2 separate regions of the Zea mays genome follow, and region 2 is linked to region 1. Evidence: chromatin contacts called from public Hi-C data. All regions are on one chromosome and are shown on one strand. The core of a region is the stretch at or near the end of the contact, and the rest is flanking DNA. Distances in the headings are between cores, read along the strand shown.

Region 1 (3,782 bases), core at 674-3,173:
GTTCTGTTTTGCCAGCTTTCCTTATTCCGTTTGCTCCAGGAAGGAAAACAATGCAACACCTACTTTTTTTTATTGACGCTAGAGCTGCTAGCCTTCACATACTATGTGTCCTGCAATGCTATGGCATCACGGGTTGACATTTTTTTTTTATCTTACCATCCCATTGATAAGTTCTTTTGATTCCCATAACAATGTTCTCTCGGACATGTCTGGCTATAATTTCAGGGAGATTCAATGGGCAGACAGATGACGGAAGTGGAAACAACAAGTCAGATCACCATGTTAGTGGAAACAACAAGTCAGATCACCATGTTATGTTTGGAGGGAATTTATTCCAGTCGGTATCTTGCTCTGGTTCTGGCCATGAACAGCCTCGCCACGCCATCTGGTTCCATCAGCCCTTTCCTTATTGGATGAGCAGGCTCGTTCGCTTTCAGAGGTGACAGCAGGTTTGCTCCTGTGACCCTTTCCAGAATATCATGACTCGCGGATTGAGATCTCGTGATGGTTCATGGTTGCGAGTACTGCGCGCCCGGCCGGCTCCCATGTTGTTGGTTCGGTCCTCGCGATCACAGGCGTGCAGAAGAGTGTCATCTCAGATTTAAGCAAGCTCCTGACTGGAACGGCTTGAGGCGATCTGCTAGCCTTTCGTCGGGGATCATTGTTTGGTGGTATGTCATAATTGCTCCCCGGACTTAGCATGCTTTGTGTAGTGTAGGGTCTGCTAGATCTCCTTTGTAGGCTGTTCCCTCGATTTAAAAGGTGGCGGCAGGCATGTTAATGGCAGGATGATTAGCCATTCAATATATGATTGGAAAGGCCCAACCGCACCGCGCATAACTGTACATCCAGGACGCACAGTGTCATTCGCTGCTGCGTTGTGCATTCCGGCTTCAGTTCTGGCAAAGATCGCGCTTAACGTCGACTGCTGCGGAATCTGCTCGTCTTGAACAGGTAACTCTTGAGCAGCGGGCAAGATGGGTCTCCTGTGTTACATGCGCATCACTGCATCATCAGGTACGCGGTTTGCTGTTTAAATTTGCGATGGGTCTCTCATTTCTTTTCTTTTTCCTACAACCTGTTGGTAGTAGTTGTCAATGAAGAATCTCATGTTTTACACTGTACCGTCAGCTACAGGTAGTACAGTACATCTGCTGCTGGTGCTTACATTACAGTTCGGTCCATCCTGCCATGTGGTGGTCTCCCCCCCCCCCCCCCCCCCCCCCCCCCCCCCCCCCCCCCCCCCCCCCCGTTGCTCTCGGCGAAGTAATGGTGATGTGGGACTTGACAGGGCACTGATAACCAGCCAATCATGGAGACTTGTTGTACCTCGCGCCATTAAGCGGCTCCCCCTTCGCGCCCATGAAGATCTCACGTGGATGGGATCCACTGTCACTGTTGGATGCGAAGGTACGCTCCCTCACAGCCAATCAAGCATCCGGACGTCCGGATGGACGCACGGCCCGTGCCCGTGCCTGTGGCGCTGTGCTGCCGGCCTCGTCGTCCGGACGACCGACGACCACCGGTGGAGCGCACATATGCATGTTTTCTCTTCTCTTGCGAGCGCTGGCTGGTCCTGGGTTGGCTGGCTGGCGGCGCGCGCTTGTCCTTCCTCCGGCGCTCTCTCGTCAGAAGGGGTGAAGAGGGGAAGGCTGATGTGGCACGCGCAGTGTGAGCTGGCGCGGGCGGGCGTCGGCGCCGTCGCTCTCCCGACCTGGTGCTGAGCGCGACGCGGGGCGCCGGGGCCAGGACGATTCGTATTTGTGATTCCCCCGCCGTGACCCGCGCGACTGGACGGATCGGGTTTTCTGGCGGTCGCTGTCGCCGCCAGCAAGATGGGTCGCTGGGCTCTCGGGGGTGGGACGGATGGCAGCGAGGGAGCTCCGTTCTTCCGCCCCTCATCATTGCCCGTCCTGCCAGCTGCTGTCCGTACGCGTGTGGCAGCACGCACACGCCCGTATGGGTTCTTGTTATATGTTTGTACTGTACTAGGCGCGCCAAGACGATGAGGCTGGATCTGGTGCCTGTTACCGTAGGACAGATCCATTATCGATTACTCATCGTAATTCTTATGTACCGTACTATTACATTCACAGTCACTTTAACGTTATATCAACCTTTTCTTTTGCATACTTATGTCTGAAATAAAACATAATATTCTATTACAAAACATTCATCAAAAATAAATATTTAAGAAAACAAAAATCACATAATACATAAAAACAAATAAAAATTATATTATTTGAAAAAAATACATTATTCATAAAACCAATTAAAAATTACATTACTTGAAAAAAAAATTAAAACTATATAGTTCATAAAAATAAAATAAAATTTCTTTGTGCAGACTCTAGATATGCTCTATTAAATTATTTTAAAGCTGATCATGCATCAATCTAGTATGGATTAATGTCTCACGATTGACTGTCGTTGTTGCTTAGGGTGATGGTTGGTGATGCAACAAAGAATTTGACTATATCATAGTCATCCATATCGTATGATTCTCCATGTTCATTCTTAATAATCATTCTCCAGAATGATACATGCAAAAATGACCACACTAAGTATTTTATAAGAAAAAGAAAAATATGGGCTAGGAGGATATGGAAGCGAGCCTTGAGGACCTCAAATGCTCTTTCCACGTCCTTCTGTTCGCCCTTTTGGCATGTAGCAAACATCCACATCTTCATAGTTTGAGGCAAGGGAATGGTTTTCAAAACACTATCACACCTAGATTTAAGGGCAAACCCCGACGCGTCTCAAATGTGTGCTAGAATTAAGTCTCACACATATGATTACTCATGATACAGAAATCAATGTCATATTTTTATTACATAATAGGAGTTCTATACAAAATAGCTAAATAATTACATCATATGACGACAACGATACTCCGCAACCATAGTTAACTGGGAGACGATGACATATACATCTTCGAACTCATCGTAACGTCCTTCATGCTCCTCATCTTGCGGTACCTGTTCTTGACCTGGTGTTCGTTTAGCAAGAGTGGCTCACATACATTCATCGCTCAACAAGTTGTGGGGAATAATGTGCATGAGCTCACTTATGGTGAAGGCTCATGTGTAACGCTTACCAAGAAAAATGGTTAAGGCTGAGCATCATATTTAAAGTTGTTCGAAATTTTATTAGCATTTATTAAGTATAAGTAGATATCATCCCAATTAAATAAGAGATCACAATTAATAATAAATCCCACAATGCAATAAAATGATAGATTAAATTTAATTCCATAAATTAATCATGCGAGAGTCTTGAGTCGCTCTTGACCGTGAGCAGGGTTGATATAATAGTTTTACACTATGCAGAGGTTGTACCCTTTATCTAGAAGTCGTGTTACCCATTTGCCAAGGGATCACAACTTCTCATTCATCTCTACCGAGGAGATGAGGTAGGGTCCCACTACGAGGCCTTTACAATGTTCCACTAGTTTCAGAAAACTCGCTACAGTTTCTTGGAGAAGGGGGCGACATAGAAATCCCTCATCTAAAAAGCCATCACAACATGATTGATCCAAAAATCTCCATATACTGGCAGCTCCTGACACTGTGGTTGCCCCTTTTGGTAAGATAGTCCTCCATTAGCTTTCCTAATTAGTTAGCCAAGAGTGTCCCATTCCACCCTTGTGGTAGCACTGTTATCTTAGGTTAAGCTCCATGTTCCAATTAACACAATAATCTTATCATGAATAATAAATAATCCAACAATAATGATATAGCATGATCATAATTTAGATATAATATTAATCTCAAAAACTAGGC
Region 2 (3,782 bases), core at 757-3,256, 410 kb after region 1:
TTATGTGCTATATTTTTACTATAGAGGAGTGACTTGAAGAGCGTCTTGTAACTTACAAAGTAAAAACAAATTCTAGTTAAACATAAAATCATTTTCTATCCTCTACCCCATAAATTTGAGATAAGCTTATATCAGATCTTTAGAAACCGGTGGAATATCAAATTCCAAGCTAAATATGTTACTTTATTAAGTGAATTTTAATTTCTCTAAGACGAAGGGATCCAAACGCCCCGTTAGAAAAATAGAAATCACTTGGAAAAATAGTGTTCCGAAACTAGTCCTAAATGTAATTTTTTTTTCACAATGATGATTTTTGGGAGATGTAATATAATTCGAGCGCGGACGTAAAAACTAGTACCCTACTACCTTGCGAACAATCAAACTACATAAGAATAAGTATGCATCTATGTAACGTGCCTAGTATAGTATATATCTTTGACAGTGCTATTCAACACAGCTAGCAGTGATCATGCGTGCAGTGCAAGATCCAACAAAGTACCAGGATGATTGTCCCTCCTATAGTCCAAAAGAGAGTGTAGGGCCGGCCGGACCAATGCAACCTTTTGCAAGCTGTGGGAGTCCATGCACGTTCCAACAATCATTCCAGTGATCCTTCTCTATCGTACTTGCAGTAGCCATGTGGCCATGCACGATCAGATGCACGTAATGATGTTCGTACTGATGATGATGATATATATCTATATATATTTATATAAAGTTGATGCCAGGCACATAGTGCCATCAGAATAATTACTTTGAATTCAAGTTTTGTAAGTGTGCGTCGTCGTCTAAAGGAGAAGTTTATCTTCCTGTGGCCTTTGCAAGTTGTAAAGTGTACCTTTTCTGCAGTTTCAGGGGTTGAGTTACTTATAATATAGACTCCATTTGCGCTTTGGTTTCTTTGCGGAAAGCTCCTTTATTTAGGCTTCAAAGCTCATAGATAGAAGTAATTAATTAACCTTTAGCACAAAATAAACTACACAACAAATTAATTAGTAACTCCCATTCTGAGGTCAGCCAAATGAATGCTAGGTAGCTAATGTGTGCATCCTCGAACTTGGCACGCTGTGTTATTTGGGTCCTCGAACTCAGAACACCAGAAAAAAATGGGTCCTGGAATTTGGTCAGTCCATGAAAAACCGTCAAAAACCGGGTTTGCTCAAATCGAATTTAAACCCTAAAATATATTCTAAGAAACTAGGAAGTCCCTTTGTGCTTTTTGTGGAATAATATGGGGGATTGATTCTAGCATATGACTTAATTATCAAGAATATCCTTCCAAATAAATAAACAAATAAAAATAAGATAATCAATAAATATTCCACTATTGCATATCATGCTGGATTTTATTGGTGCATTTACCTGGTGCTTAAATTCAAAACCAGATTTGAATTTGGATATGTAATAAAAGGGGGAAAACAGAAATCAGGAAAATAAAAAAAAGAGAAAGAACCTGCTATGGGCCGAATTTAAGTTAACCGGCCCGGTTTTCTCACCTCACGTCGGCCCAAAACCACTCCCACAGCCACTCTTGGATTCCACCGTGCGGCCCGCACGGGTGCAGCCCCTCACCACCGCGCGCTCCCACCCTCACGGTCTGCGGGACCTAGGCGTCAGCCTCTCTCCGCGATTCCACGCTCGCTTTCGCTGACATACGGGGTCCACTTGTCAGGGCAATCATCTTCCTCGATTTAGCGCTGAGTTTGTTGCGATCTGGGGGTTAGCCGTTACGGACCCTCGTACCTTTAAAACTAAACACCTTCTCAACCGGCACCACCTACGCATCCATCGACGAGTTCGCTACCACCACCGAGAAACCATCGCCAAGATTTGAAGAAATCGAGCGTCGCCGCTGCATCAAACTGAAAGGGAAGCGCCGTCGTCGGTCCATGGCTAGGGCCACGCTCCGCCCTCGGCAAGTGGCTTGGGAGGATTGCAGTGGTCAAGCGCGAGCGGCGCTGCCTCGGTACATCGCGCTTGGGCGAAGGGGAGATGCCAGAGTCGCGGGAGCCGTTGATCTCTGTGGCAATGGCCAGGATTAGAACATGTGTAACGTTTCGACTAGGTTTGTTCTAGGTCGCTGATCCGTGGATGGTCGGATGGACGCGCTAGGTTTAATTATGCGCAAATAAAATCATGACCGTTGGTCGGTCTGAGATTAGGTCCAGTAATACTCGTTCGCTTCATTAAATCGCGACCGTTGGTTTAGTATTGGAGGGTGCATATTAAAGGATGGCGTCGAGCACTGCCGACCCTAGATCTCAGAGCATACGGTTCGCATACCCTACCGATTTGTGTAGGGATACCCATCTAATCTGGGCGCTTGAGGGTGGGTTGGACGGATGAGATTGCTTTGTACCCCTTGGGTTCGTCATATTAGCAAAAGAACCTGAGTTTATTAAAATAAACCCGACATCCACTTATGTTTTAAGAATTATTCGATCAGATCCTAAATTTTGTAGTTGATGCCCGCCATCCATAAGTTATCTAGAAACTGTAAAATGAATATAGAAATCGATTTTTAGTATAGAAATAATTCTAGAAAATTTAGAAAATTCATAACTAATTTGTTTTAAATCTGATTTAGTCCGTTCAAGTTGTGATAGTTTCGTAATAAAGTTTCCTACGCAGTAATACCGTTATTTGCAACATATTACATATTTTTTAATTAGACATTTATTCAACCTGTGTGTGGTAGACTATCTCTGCTAATCAGAATTAATCTATCCATAATTATGAACTGGTCAAGATATAATCTCTAATCAGACTGTAACTTAGAATAAAGTTAAACTAGTTTTTCTCTTGTAATATTTCCTCACATGATTTACATTAAGTAATATAGAGTATAGTTTTATTGTTTAACCACCTAGAATCTTCCGAAAACTATATCTTCTTAACCATACCTCCGATTTTAGTGGTTCTCGAGCGTGCGACCTCGTAGCGACGCGTAGAACATTATTATGCAGTTTGTTCTCATGTTAGGTGTGATGTTAATTTCTCCAATACAATGTTTATTTGTATTGTCGCAAGTAGACGAGCAAGTAACCGAAGAGCTCGGAGCACAGCAGGTTGAAGACTATGAGCAGGAGCTCGCTGAAGTCAAGTTGTGCCCTTCATCACTCTTCTTTACCCAATAATGTTCCTATTAATCACTATGATATGCCCTGGCTAATTTGATGGGACCTAATAGGTTATCCTAGTTTGGTTTACTTTACACCTTGCTTACCACTGAACTATTGGGCAGTATCTGCTATTGCTCTATGTGGTTTTCGGTGTTAAGATACATAGGATTCATGATCATACTTTATTATTGTTACTAGATTATTTATTGTACATAATAAGATTATGGTGTTAATTGGAACATGGACCTTAATTTGAGATAACAATGCTACCACAAGGGTGGAATATGACGCACTTGGCTGACTAATTAGGAAATCTGGTGGAGGACTACTAGGAGCAAGGGCAGTAGAGAGTTGCCGGTATAGGCGGGTTCTCAGGTCGATCATGCTGCGATGTCTTTTTGGACGAGGGATTCTTGTATCGCTCTTCTCATGAAACCGTAGCAGGTTTTCTAAAGCTAGTGGAACTTTGTAAAGGCCTCAAAGTGGATCCCTAGACATTCACCTCGGGAGTGTCTAAGGGCCTTGCAAACCCTGGCTAGATGGGATACACAACTTGTGGGTAAAGAGTACAACCTCTCCAGAGTGTAAAACTGGTATCAGTCGTGCTCACGGTCAAGAGCGACTCAGGACTATCGCATGAGTAACTTATAAAATTAAACT

What was found. A called contact is a pair of places that touch in the nucleus more often than the background predicts.
Region 2: a contact with region 1 is called in a Hi-C map of endosperm, with 2.0 times the contacts expected there. The contact joins two enhancer-like sites. A contact is called at or near these places in 4 of 25 Hi-C or Micro-C datasets (ear, endosperm, leaf and 1 more).

Annotation. Positions count from the first base shown.
Region 1 is chr7:39,689,493-39,693,274 of Zm-B73-REFERENCE-NAM-5.0, forward strand. LOC103632264 (putative pentatricopeptide repeat-containing protein At3g23330) reads left to right here. Exons shown (of 4, transcript XM_008654078.4): 2 at 226-1,017; 3 at 1,138-1,199; 4 at 1,292-2,132. Among protein-coding and RNA genes, the nearest start is that of LOC103632266, 41 kb to the left of the region's middle. Within about 2 kb of position 1,924, at least 19 of the 20 cell types and tissues checked have an H3K27ac peak or open chromatin away from gene starts, as enhancers often do. A contact at or near this core is called in ear, endosperm, leaf and 1 more, where this site is marked.
Region 2 is chr7:40,099,990-40,103,771 of Zm-B73-REFERENCE-NAM-5.0, forward strand. No RefSeq gene overlaps it. Among protein-coding and RNA genes, the nearest start is that of LOC103633833, 34 kb to the left of the region's middle. Within about 2 kb of position 2,007, at least 19 of the 20 cell types and tissues checked have an H3K27ac peak or open chromatin away from gene starts, as enhancers often do. A contact at or near this core is called in ear, endosperm, leaf and 1 more, where this site is marked.